Linked DNA regions of Mus musculus: region 2 is linked to region 1. The links are chromatin contacts, called in public Hi-C maps. All regions are on one chromosome and are shown on one strand. Each heading gives the region's core, a stretch centred on a gene start, on an enhancer-like site or on the middle of the called end of the contact. The rest is flanking DNA. Distances are from core to core; before and after follow the strand shown. Region 1 overlaps Zbtb16 (zinc finger and BTB domain containing 16). Region 2 overlaps Zbtb16 (zinc finger and BTB domain containing 16).

Evidence for each region. Hi-C and Micro-C count contacts between places; a contact is called where the count stands out from the background.
Region 2: a contact with region 1 is called in a Hi-C map of cerebral cortex, with 2.3 times the contacts expected there. The contact joins two enhancer-like sites. A contact is called at or near these places in 3 of 484 Hi-C or Micro-C datasets (3T3-L1-derived adipocytes, cerebral cortex and nephron progenitors) and 1 of 9 other capture datasets (embryonic stem cells).

The regions. Positions count from the first base shown.
Region 1 is chr9:48,647,691-48,653,712 of GRCm38.p6, forward strand. Zbtb16 (zinc finger and BTB domain containing 16) reads right to left here. Exons shown (of 7, transcript NM_001364543.1): 7 at 4,107-6,022. Among named protein-coding and RNA genes, the nearest start is that of Gm32280, 19 kb to the right of the region's middle. Within about 2 kb of position 1,596, at least 101 of the 459 cell types and tissues checked have an H3K27ac peak or open chromatin away from gene starts, as enhancers often do. A contact at or near this core is called in cerebral cortex, where this site is marked.
Region 2 is chr9:48,758,619-48,764,896 of GRCm38.p6, forward strand. All of the region lies in intron 2 of Zbtb16 (zinc finger and BTB domain containing 16), which reads right to left. Among named protein-coding and RNA genes, the nearest start is that of Zbtb16, 74 kb to the right of the region's middle. Within about 2 kb of position 1,988, at least 95 of the 459 cell types and tissues checked have an H3K27ac peak or open chromatin away from gene starts, as enhancers often do. A contact at or near this core is called in cerebral cortex, where this site is marked.

The DNA.
Region 1 (6,022 bases), core at 346-2,845:
GTAACAAGGAGCAGCTGAAAGCCACTGGGCTTTGCTATTAATGTAGTCAGTAAATAAATAAAGGAGGGCTTAAGCTGAGTGTACAGCAATCAGTTTGGAACTACAGGGTAATTAGCTCTGCAGGGGGCCGCAGGGCTGCAGAGTCAGGTTTAAATGAGAGAGTTCACTTTCACTGAGGCACCCCTGGGGTGCAAAGAAAGCAGCCTAGGGGAGTCAGTCCGCCAGCACTCCGGGTAAGGAGTGGCCAAAGAGCTGTAGCTCTGGGTCTGGGAGCACAGAGAGAGCTAGGGCCTCCCGGTGGGGCAAAGCCTTCCGGTCTGTGTGGAAACAGCTCACCCTAGACTGGACCAAGCCAGGTAGTCCCCAGCTATAAAATGCCACTGTCCTGAGCCTGTCACGCCTTCTTCCTTTAAGGTGACCTTAGGAACAAATACAGGCGCAAGAGCCCACACTGAGCTACTCTACCTGCAGCATGGATACCAGTTCTTGATGTCATGGGGAGATGCCTAGGTGGGCATGTGAGGGGCGTCTTCCTATTTAGCTCCATTTCCTCACCCTTGGCGACTGCATCCTCAGTTTCAGTGAGCGAATTGCCTCTCTTCTTCCCTCTATTTTCCTTCCATGTATTCAGCAAAGATTTATTGGGCACCTGCCAAGTGCAATGTTAGGCTCTAGGAACACCAAGATATAGAACACACGGTTCCTAACCTCAAGGAACTCGATGTCTGGTGAAGGGAACACCGGAGAGCTTAGATGACAGTAATGCACTGTGACAAATGGCGGGTTGCAGGGTCTGCATAGCAGGGCACCCGATACAGTCTCAGGCATCTAGGGAAGGTCTCCTGAGAAAGGTAGCATTTGAGATGAAGCAAGACCCCGGGGAAAGCTGAGAGGACCAGGAAGCTTGCGTTGTGCTCTGTTCAGCTGGTGAAACAGGGTGACACAGGCCGCAGAGCACAGGACCCTAAGTCTCTAAAACCATCCTGGTGATCAAATTGACTCTAGCAAGGTAGGGGTGGATCTAAAGAACAGATTGGGGTGTCAAGCAGGGACTACCATTGAGGTCCCATGGGGAGTTTGGACCTATCCTAGGAGTGATTAAGGAGTTTTCAAAAACGTGATAAGTTGTCTGTAGAGGGGGAGCGGTGGGGGGATATATTCTCTGCAGGATGGAAGAGTAAAGGATGGATGGATGCTGGGGCGAGAGGGACTCTGCTGGCAGCTAGGCGGAAGGCACTGTGGCTGTGGGTGGAGGGAGAGGAGGTGCTGGCAGGATGGAGCAGTCCTTAGATTCACTCTTCTTTGTTTGATCAGCTACACTCTTGTGGGTCTTGTGCAGACTTCTGTTAATTCTGGGCTTCAACTCTGCTCCCTGAGTGACATCCAGAGCCACTAAAAAGAGAGCCAATCAAGGGTGTACCAGAACCTCGGCAGTAGTGACAGAGAGCACTGGACAGGAAGGGACCGCAGGGAAGTAGTGAGTAGAGGAGGCTCCCAGCCAACCAAGCCAAGAGCACAAGTGGGATGATCCCCATCCACCCAACCTGGACTCTATCTTTCCAGTCCAGCTGCCTGTCCCCTCTTCTGACCTCAGCCTCGTGCCCCGCCCCACCCCCACCCCTGGCGGGGCCTGCCCTAGAGGCAGTTCCCCATGCTGCGGGCTGGGGCAGAGGGCAGCTGCGGCCCGCTGCCCAGGGAGGGAGGAGGGGCTGCAGCAGGCCTCGGAGGAGCGTTCTCAGGCTGGCCTGGCCGGGGCCCCTTTCTCTCCATGAGATCATATCTGGGTCAAAGAGCATGTAAAGCAGGCAGACCCCGGCGGTCACACAAAGCCCATTCAGCCAGCTCCTATTCACTCACCTCCTCTCCCCAAGAGCCCGCGCCGCCGGGACCCCAGTGCAGTGCCTAAGCCCCAGCTTTGATGTCCAAGAACAGAAAACGGCGATTAAATGTTGTTTTAAAGAGGGAGTGCCCACTGCCCTCCCATCTGTCAAGAGAAAGCTGAGGCCTGAGGAAGGGGTGGGGTGCAGAGGGGGAGGGACGGAGTGCAGAGAGGGCGGGGCGGGGGCTGGCTTGAGGGGCAAGGCTTGAGGGGAGCAGATCCCAATCAAAACGTATACATCTTTGGCCAAGGACTGTTTTTGTTTTTGTTTTTGTTTTTAAGAAGCAGGGACACGTGACGTGGTAGTGAGGTACAGGGCAAAAGAAATATCCCAGAAATGAGAGTGAGTAATGGGGGAGAAAACGGAGGAGTGACAAAGAGAGATGCAAACCTGGGTGCAAGATGAGGAGAAAGAGACGGGAAAGGAGGACCAACAGAGGACCTAGGGCTCGGAAGAATGGAAGGCTTCCTGCCATGGGCTGGGCCTCTTCCTGGGAGGGTTGTTAGGGTTAGTGTGACTTCAGAGTCTCTCAGCTCAACAACCCGAAGGCCAACAGACCCAGGACCTGGAGAATAAAAACTGGAAACACACACACACACACACACACACACACACACACACACACACACACACACACGCATGCACACACACGTGTGTCAGTGGAAGTGCAGGAACTCAGGCTACACTGTTTTAGCGCTGTTAGTGACCCACTATGGAGGCCGTGACTTGGGTCTAGTGGGAAGACATGACGCTGGAGAAGAAAGGCAGAGATGTTATCAGGCTGTGCATCCAGGGCCTGAGCAGAGCTGCAGTTAGTGCTGAAGATGAGCCAGGTGGTGCTCTCCCCTGCAGCCGGGGACCAGATGGAGCCTCAGGCGTTGTAGGTCAGGCAGGTGCTATACCACTGAGTGAAAACCTCTAGCTATGCAACAGGTCATGACTGCCACAGAACCTTCTGGTGAAAGCTCTGTGTTGAGACAACTCCGAAGCTTGCTTCCCCGTGAAGAAGACAGAGGGCTATCGTACCTCAAGCCTGGGAAAAGCAGGCATCCTTTGGCATCTGATCTGGTCAGGGTTAGACCCCCGCATACTGACTGCATGAGACTGAGTGGTCACCACACACTTTGAAAAAAACGTGGCAGCTTCGGGAGTGCTGCTTCCTGAATTCCCAGTGCAGAAACTATCACTCAAGCCAAGAGTTTTTCTGAATGAAACTGTCACTTAGTGCATTGTTCCAAGGTCAAACGACATTCATACATTTAACACTGCTTCTCAACCCACACCCCAAAGCAAGGGTGTTGGGTTGATGAGATGGCTCAGTGAGAAATGGTACCTGCTGCCAAGCCTGACAGCCAGACTTGGGTTCTCAGGACTCAAAGGTAAACAGAGAGAATGGACTCCCTTTGTATTCTGGGATGGAGAGATGGCTCAGAGTACTTCTTGCTCTTGCTGAGGTCCCAGGCTCGATTCCCAGCCTGATGGCTCACAACCATTTCTGACCTTGGTTCCAGAGCATCTGAAAACTTCTTCTCACCTCAGAGGGCAGGCAGCAGGAACACATAGGGTGCACATACATATGTGCAGGAAAACCATTCATACACAGAACTCCTCCTCAACCTTTTAGTCTTCTAACCTCTATACATGTGCTTGGTGTGTGTGTGAGCGTGTGCACACATACTCACACGCTCACACACACACTAAATAAAATGTAACCGAAATATTTTAAAAGCAAGAATGGGAGCTAGTAAAATGGCTCAGTGGGCCAAGACCCTTGCTGCCAGGCCTAATGACCTGAGTTCAATCCTTGGGTTTGTGACTTGTAAATGTAGCATTAAAATGTCATGCAAAAAAAAAAAAAAGGCTGAATGTGGGGCTGAGATGGCTCAGTGGCAAAGGAACGTGCCATGGAAGGTTGGAGTAGATCCTCAGAACCCACACAGTGGAATGAGACTTCGAGAAGCTGTACTCTGACCTCCCACCCTCACCCCCCCACCCCCACCCCGCCGTACATGCACCATGGCAGATGTTCGTGTGTGTACCTGTGCATCTGTGCACACACACCGGTCACCAAATCACTAAGAATGCAAAACAATCAGGGCTTATACTAACACATTAACATTTCTCTGCCTTCATCTCCAGGCAGAAATCCCAGTTCCTCCAGTGTGTTCCCACCCAAGACAGGAAAGAAAGAGGTCGAGGCACATTTTTTAAAAAGGACACTTGGAGCCAGAGACAACTGAGTTAACTTTATTCTCTTCTAACTGCAGATTCAAGGTATACAACTGAACATCGCTATTTTTCTTATGAGACTTATAAATAAAAATACAAAAAATGTTCACTACAAAAAAATCTACTGTTAGTAGGATGTAAAAAATATTCTCTTTGCTATAGAAGGCACAAACTTCACTTGGTGACACATGGAGAAAAAAACCTGCAGCAGTAAATTCACTTTTTTTCCTTTTTTTTTTTTTTAAAGTCTTGTCAGAAACACTGAAGTTAACAAGAAATGCATCAATCTACACAGAAGGAAGGCAGGTGTGGGTAGGTAAGCGGCTGCAACGGGGAGCGCACTTCCAAGTGGACAGAAAGCAGTCTGGACTGGAGGCAAGTGAAGGCAAGGGGAGTGGTGAGATGGGGCTAACTGGAGGGAGGGAGTCGGACCTGAGGGGAGGAGAGGGTGGGTGGGGGGAGAGACAGGAGAGGAGAAAGGGGGAGGGGCCAAGGGTGGGGAGAGTGATTTGTACAACAACCAAAAGAACCAATAAAATTGAAGAAACAAAATTGGGCAACCTCCTAGAATTAGGCTAAGAGGAGGTGCTGAGGTAGACATTAACTAGAACATTGATGAATTAAAAACACTATTCTGTGATAACGAAGCAACTAGACTGGCACCTGTGCTCTCACATCAGACAAGAAAAAAAAAGAAAAAAAAACAAGAAAACAAAAAACAAAACAAAACAAAACAAAAACAAAAAAAAAACAAAAAAACAAGGAAACATGACACCCAAACCAAAAGGCTTAGTTTTGCTTGGTCCAACAGGGCCAGAGGGCCCTCAGTGCTATAACTTACATACATACATACATATATATATATTTATCTTTATATATAGGGCGATGGCATGGTGCATCATGACGGTTCTTCACCTTACGAGGATTCATGCATAACACTATGTGAACAAGTACTATGATACACTCGGGGAGGAGGGACCCTGTCTGCAAAGTGGGCCACCCAGGAGCCGAGGACTCAGAGCTGCTGGTGGGCAGGCTTGCTGGGGCTTTCTCTCCCTTCTCCTCACTCTTTCCCCTGACTCCATCTATTCTGTTTGTCCCCAACCCTTCTCTTGGGCATCTCTTTTTTATCCTCCTCCACCCATTGTTAGTTCTGCTGTTTGTCCTCCTCCAGGAACCTCCAGGTAAGTGCGGCCACCATAGCCGGGTCAGAAGATTCAGGAGAGGGCAAGGCTGTATAGAAGGGGGGGAGAAGATAGCAAGTGGGGGGTGGGGGAGATAAATCAACAGAACCGCAGCCCCCCAGCTCTTTGTGTATCTGTCTCACATTCCCCAGTGTCCACCCTAGTCTGGCTGGCTAGGGGAATGGCCAAAAAGTCTACTACCCGCTCCACTTCCCCCACCATGCCCCAAGACCAAAAGTGCTTCCTGTCTCCTCTAAGGGACACTGGTCCTCCCATCCCGGCTGCCCCCACGGTACCTGGCAGCAATACCATACATCCCTAAAAATCTGCAGCAGTTTTCTTTTTTTTTTTTTTCTCAACATGGAAAAACTGTTCAGGCACGAAGATTTACACAAGCCCGTGTGGTATCCCTGGATTGTACTGAATCACTGGGCTCACCCAGCCTTCTAACCCACCCCTTGTACCCCAGACCTGCCTTCCTCTTCTTCATGTAAAGCAACCAAGCAGCAATGACATTTCTCTATCTTATATCTCTCTTGCTATATCTCTTTCTATATATATAATATATATATATTTGTCTATCCTATATACATATAGGATTTTAATGCTTTAAATGAGCAAAGGAGTAAGCAGGGGAGAAGCACTGATGGGGGGGTCAGTGTAGTCAGAGGCATGAAGGGAGTCATTCGTAGAAACTGGGCAGGGGGAGGGACCAGTGAGCAGCTTGGA
Region 2 (6,278 bases), core at 738-3,237, 110 kb after region 1:
ACACAAGAGGTGATTTTAAAAAAAAATTACAAATAATAATATTTAGATGATGTCAGTAAGGAAGAACGAATAGATGCTTGTATGACACACAGCTAAGCTCTTACAAGGGCCCTACTCTGAACACTCAGTCCTCAGACAATCGTATGAAGCACCAATTATTTTTATTTCTATTTTGCTGAGGAGAAAACTGAAACACAACAACAACCAAACAAAAACAAAACAAAAAACTCTGCTTGCCCACAGCAGTGCAGATGATCAGGAGAGAGAGCATGGTACCATTAAGGCAGTCCAATAAGCTAAGAAGCCAGATTCTGGTGCTACAACGCCCTACACACAGACCCCAGGTCTACAGTGGTAGACTGGGAGTCTCAGTTTGTTCACCTAGGAGAAGGGGCAGAAACAGCAGCAGTACTGCACTAGGCTGTTGAGGAAGGACCGCATGTGAGCAAGCACAGAGATGAGAACCGTGGGCTGAAGGACAGGAAGAGACACCCTTGCTCCCTGATCAGCCTGAAGTCCCAGTATTGTGGACCAGTAATGTAGCCCCAAGACACAGACCTGGACAAAAGATACTGACGGTAGAGAAAATGACAGAGGGGATCCAAAGAGGAGGAAGTGTTGATGTGTCAATATGCCAAAAAAAAAAATCCATATATGTCCAACATGTTATGGGGGTACAAAAGAGGAACAGAGAAAGGGTGGGTGCTGAAGTTGAAATGGCACTGAAGAGAGCAGAGCAGAGCTGGTTTCTACACGGAATAGCTCTCTCTACCCAGGTAGTGCCAAGAATGGAAACCCCCCTGTATGTCTAAGACTTGAGCCATGGTAGCCAAGTACTCAGGAGACTAGTCTGACTCATCGCAAGGGGTCTCACGGAAAAGGAGGAACAGAAGTGGTAACCTAGGCTGGCTTAGGCAGGATCCTGGCAAAGAGGATGGGGACTTTGCTCACACTGCTACGCCACTGAAGAGCCACCAAAACCTTTCTTGGAACCGCGGAGTTAGCTGGGAGCAGAAGGTTTGGTGTGGGCAGGGACCACGGAAGCGGAGAAAGGAATGAAGTACCCAAATTCTAACTTGAGAATGACGATATTTCCAAAGATAGTCATTAGGTCAGCCTTGCAGAACAAAATGGCAACACAAGATGCTCCTAAGATGGTGAAAGAAGATGCTTCTATTTCTAAAGGTCCTTGGCTCCACGGATTATAAACGACCATGGTAGAAAACCTGAAAGAGCCCAAAAGAGCCTTTGCTTCTGTCTGTTATCCTGTTGTTGCTCTGTTATTCAGTTCAGCATGCCACCACCACCACACAGCAGAGATGTCAGCTAGAGTGTGCAGTAGAAGGGCCATGACATGTTACTTTGTCCCTTTAGCAGGTGACTGTGCTACCAATTCAATATGGTGGGAAGCAAGATCACTCGGCGTCCCTTCTCTCCAGAACCTACAAAGTCTGAAGACAGGAGGTTTCGGAGGCTCGCTGGTCATCCACTAGCTGAAGAGTGTGAGACTCTGCCTCAAAATATGAGGTAAAGAGTGACTGAGGAAGACTTCTGATGCCAACTTTGGGCCTCCACCTACACTCCCACACACACACCACCTACAGAAGGGAGGAAGGGAGGGAGAGAGGGAGGGAGAGAGGGAGGGAAGATGGAAAGAAAGAGGGGAAAACAGACACTGAGAGAAGAAGTGAAGACACCGTTGAAAACAAGAGTCTCGCAATTCGGATGCCGCATCTTAATGACCACAAAACCCAGGCTGAGGAAGAAAAATAAAATTGGCAAAGGCCTCCTTTGAAGTGGTCTCAAGACTGGGCTGAGCAGATATCAAGGATCCAGCAGGCACTGCCCAGCAGCATAGCAATCAGTCCCGGCTAAGGTCAGCACTCTGGACACTCGCCAACTGCAGCAGATCTGAGTGGCTCGGAAGGGTTCCGACCACAGAGGCGGGCCAGGAAAGCAGGAAGAGCAAGCTCGAGAAGGGCTGTGGTAGCCTAAGAGCATGGGCCTGACGTGCTCTGTAAGCTCCAATGCTAGCCTTCCCGTCATGACATATGGCACTACAGAACATCTGGCCTTGGAGACAAGCCAGGCATTTGCTTCTCCAACCTCCTCCACAGCCTCCCATTCATGGAAAACTGGATTTCTTTCGAGAATATTGAAGTGACAGGCCCTTCCTGCCAGTTACTGTGCTTGGCCACTTGCCAACACTCTCAGTCTTGTTCTGTAGCTGGAACCTAGTAAGTTTTATACATACATACATATATATATATATATGTACACACACACACACACACACACACACACACACACACACACACACATACATATATTACAGAAATGGGTATCCTCCCTAGAACCCTTACCACACACATGTGGTCAAGTCAGCAGCCCCCACCCACCTCCACACACCACCTCTCACCATCTGGTTGAGCTTTCTGAGGGGTGGGGTGGGGGGAGGGGAGGAGAAGTCTCCAGGAGATAGCTGTTTAATATTTGAAACGTGGAGGGGCCCACGAAGCAAGCACGTTCCATTTAGAGAAGCGTTAGGAAGTTTTATAGTAAACTGAGGTTTTCCCATCTCCAAAGAAAACCCAAACAGGCACCTGGACAAACTATCCACCGTCACAAAGGAGCCGGCAGGCAGGAAGTACAGTAACAATAACCAGTAGGAAAGAGGAAACCAAGAAACGCCAGGGAATTGGATGCTGGCCCTGTTTCTTCTTTAGAACTGGAGAGTTACCTTGACCAGTCAGTAGCAAAAGACTATGAATCAAAAGTGGCAGCCGGCAGGCTGGAGAGACAGGTCAATGGCTAAGAGTGCTTACTGTTCTTCTAGAGGTCTGGGGTTCATTCCCAACACCCGCATCAGGTGGCTCGCAACGATCTTTAACTCCAGTTCCAGAGGACTCTGACGTCCCCTTCTGGCTTCATCAGGTACCTGCATATGTGTGTGAGAACAAACATGCCTGTACACACACACACACACACACACACACACACACACACACACACACACACACCACTTTTCTTTCCCTTTTTTAAGTGTAGGCCTCCAAGTTTCTCCACTGGTGTTGGAGTATGATCTTCCACGTAGCAGCAACTGCTCCATCTCTACACGCTCACCACGCACGGTTTCTTGATGCACATGTTATAAATCCTTACAGAATCACTCTGAGAAGAGGAAGAGGCGGGCCTCTGCCTCTTTTTGAGACTGAAACTGGCCTGAGACAGGCAAGAAAACTGGGAGTATACATGAGCCGCTCCCCTGAGAAGAAAGGAATGAGCAGTGGTCTTTCTGGCCATTCAAGCCGTCTAATAACGCAAGGCATGGGGCCAATCGCAGTGAAGGACTTTCAAAGGAACATGTCATACTGGGCTATGTCTGCCAAGAGTCTATAATCAAGTAGGGAACACAAGACATTATATACCCAACAGGAACAAGGGAGAGGTGAGGTGACAAGAAGAGGGAGTTCCGAGGCTTAAGGCTGCAGGAAGAATACCAGCAGCTTTGCGTGGAAGCTCCAAGCAACCTATGCAAAAAATAGCCTGTTTTCTATATGTAAGATTATTGCCATCTGGGGTCACACCCACCTCCAAACCTCTATCCCTCCTTCTTTCAGTTCTTACATCCTTCCTTGGCCTCTGCTGCAAACTTCTAAAGTCTACCAAGACTGAAATAGCAAATGCTACCCACCCCTGAGTCACACAGTCTGTCCCCCACCCCCACAGTTATAATCCATACCTGGCCCTAAGAGCCACCTCCTGCCTTCCCCACACCACCAACTTAGGGGCACAGGCATAAAGAGTGACGCCAGCCAACAGCTGCCGTGCATCCTCCTAGCCTGGACCCTTCAGGTTCCTCATTTTGTACTCAACACAGCATACCTTGCTTGCTACCTTCTTCATGAGCCCACTTCATGAAGAACTACTGTGTTTGCCTAAGTGGTCCTCACCAGTGCAGAGAAGAACACGGTCTATACTTCATCACCAGAACAAGATGATGTGCTCAGACTGCCACGCAGTGCTTCACCCCCGATTCTGGCCTGTTCTCTGAGGCCAGGAGGGAAACCTCAGCAAGACTCACAACACTGTCCTCCAATGCCATTGCTTACTGTCTGTTCCACAGAACCCACCCTGCTCTGACCATGGAGAGGGACACAGCCAAGCTCGCTGAAATAAAGTAACAGAGTGAGCAGGCATGTGTATCTCCCTCCCAAGAGACACATGCAGTCTAACTCAAAGGCACTGGCCTTGTTGGAAGCCTCCAACCTCTCTCCACAAGCAAGCTGCAAGGATTTAGAAGCCTGAAAATCCTCCCGTCTCATCATATAAATACGTAATTGTCATCTCGAAATCCTCTTTGTATCACTTCTGTGTACCCAACCAATACATCCACCAAGTTCCTGCCCAGGGAGGGTGAGATGTGCAGAGAGCCTTGGGTAGCCTCTTCATCTCTTTTCACTTCCTTTTCTTTCCCAAGGCACTTCCATCTGGAAGGCTCTTCCTCACAAGAGCCCAGGAGCAAGGATGCCAGAACCTTCTATTCCCTACCATGCCTTTTGCTACTGTTGAGTCTGAAGACCAAGACAAGGGGTGGGGAAGGTACAGAGCTTCCCCAAGGAGAGACAGCTCTGCTTCATAGTGACGTAACCACAAAGGGTATGCAAAACAATACCCGATCAAAAGCCAAGGAGAACGCCAAGGGCAGTCCAGGAGGCAGATGTAGAACAGGCCTGAGCTCCCAGAGCCCAGCAGGCAAGGGTAAAGCTGAGATTCAGACTATATCAAACACTTATTTCCGACTTGCTCTTGGTAAGAGAATCTGTCCTGGGAAGCTGAAGGGATGGCTCTGTGATTATAAGTGTATAATGCTCATCTAGCAGGCTGGAATACAGTTCCCAGCATCCACGACAGGCAGCTCAAACCACCTGTAGCTGTAGCTCCAGGGGGGGCTCCAACACATAATCAAAAATGAAATACATCTTTAAGAGATGTATGTCTTCATCTGGCACACGAGAAACCAGTTGTACCCCTGAGTATATCAGAAGCCATGCTTGATGCTTGGGAGTCTGGGGAGTCTGGTAAAAATATAGGCCACTTAGCTCACCTGCGAGAGACAGACAGTTGCGTCTCTGTCCCCCTCTGAGAAGTCACACTGGGCTAGTTCCCCCAAAGTAAGAGTGCTCTTAGACACTGTGATCTGACCTGTCACCAGGTCTAAGGTAACTGTAGTCATAGCAGGCATCTACAGACTGTGCATCCAAGCCAGATGAGCACGTACTCCTGGAGGGCTCCACTGATGCCAACCAAGAACTCCCACCATGTTTCAGAGGCCAGAAGGCCTTTCTTCCTCTTCACCGAGTCCCCACCAAGCTAGCTACAGCTGAAACCACAAAGGCCTCACTTTCCTGCATTACACGTGGGTCACTGAAGGGAAGAGAAAGAAGTCCTGGGAAAGGTATCTCACCCACCTTTACCTGTGAAAGGAGAAGCCTCTTGAGGCCTGCCAGACTTTAATCTACTGCTGTAGATGCTGTGTTTTGTTTTGTTTTGTTTCTTGAGATTGTCTGAAACTTAAGATCTTCTTGCTTCAGCCTCCCAATTGCTAAGACTGTAGAGGGATAGCACCTGATCCAGATTAACTGTGATCTTTATGTTCCAAGATCAAAGTGGACTCTAGGGATTCCGAAACACTTCTCCCTGAGCAGAGAAGTCTCTGGCTGAAAGTGCTGATGGGCACCTAGAAGCAGTCTGTGTTATGTTCCATGTGGATGCCAACCAGGTACTAACCAGCAACCCCAGGCCAGAAGGACTGGGTAGAACTGAGTGGTAACTCACCCCTCCCCTCCAGCTTAGGATAGTTATTAGGACTGGAAACTGCACCTCTCGAGTTTTACAAATGGGGTCATTCACCAAGAGAGCTCGACACCTCAGTGACGGTGGGGCTCTGGTGGGCTCTGAAAAGAAAGTAGAGGGATGGATGGACGGGCAGTGATTTTTGATTTTGGCAAGATCTGGAAGGTTCCCAGCCCGTGAGTAGCTGCACTATAAAAAGAGTCAGACACTAAGTATTTCCTTTCCCATAAAATATTCATGGCCGCATGGAAGAGCCAAGAAGCCGAAACCTCAAGCATTTCTAACTTGGTGCTGCAGTAACAACAGCGTTTTATAAGAATCTTCTGACTGTACTTGTACCCAGCTATAAATACTCTTCTATCAAGAGACAGGACAGGAGATGCATCCACCCAAGAGTCTACAGAGTACCAAGGGAGAGTCCA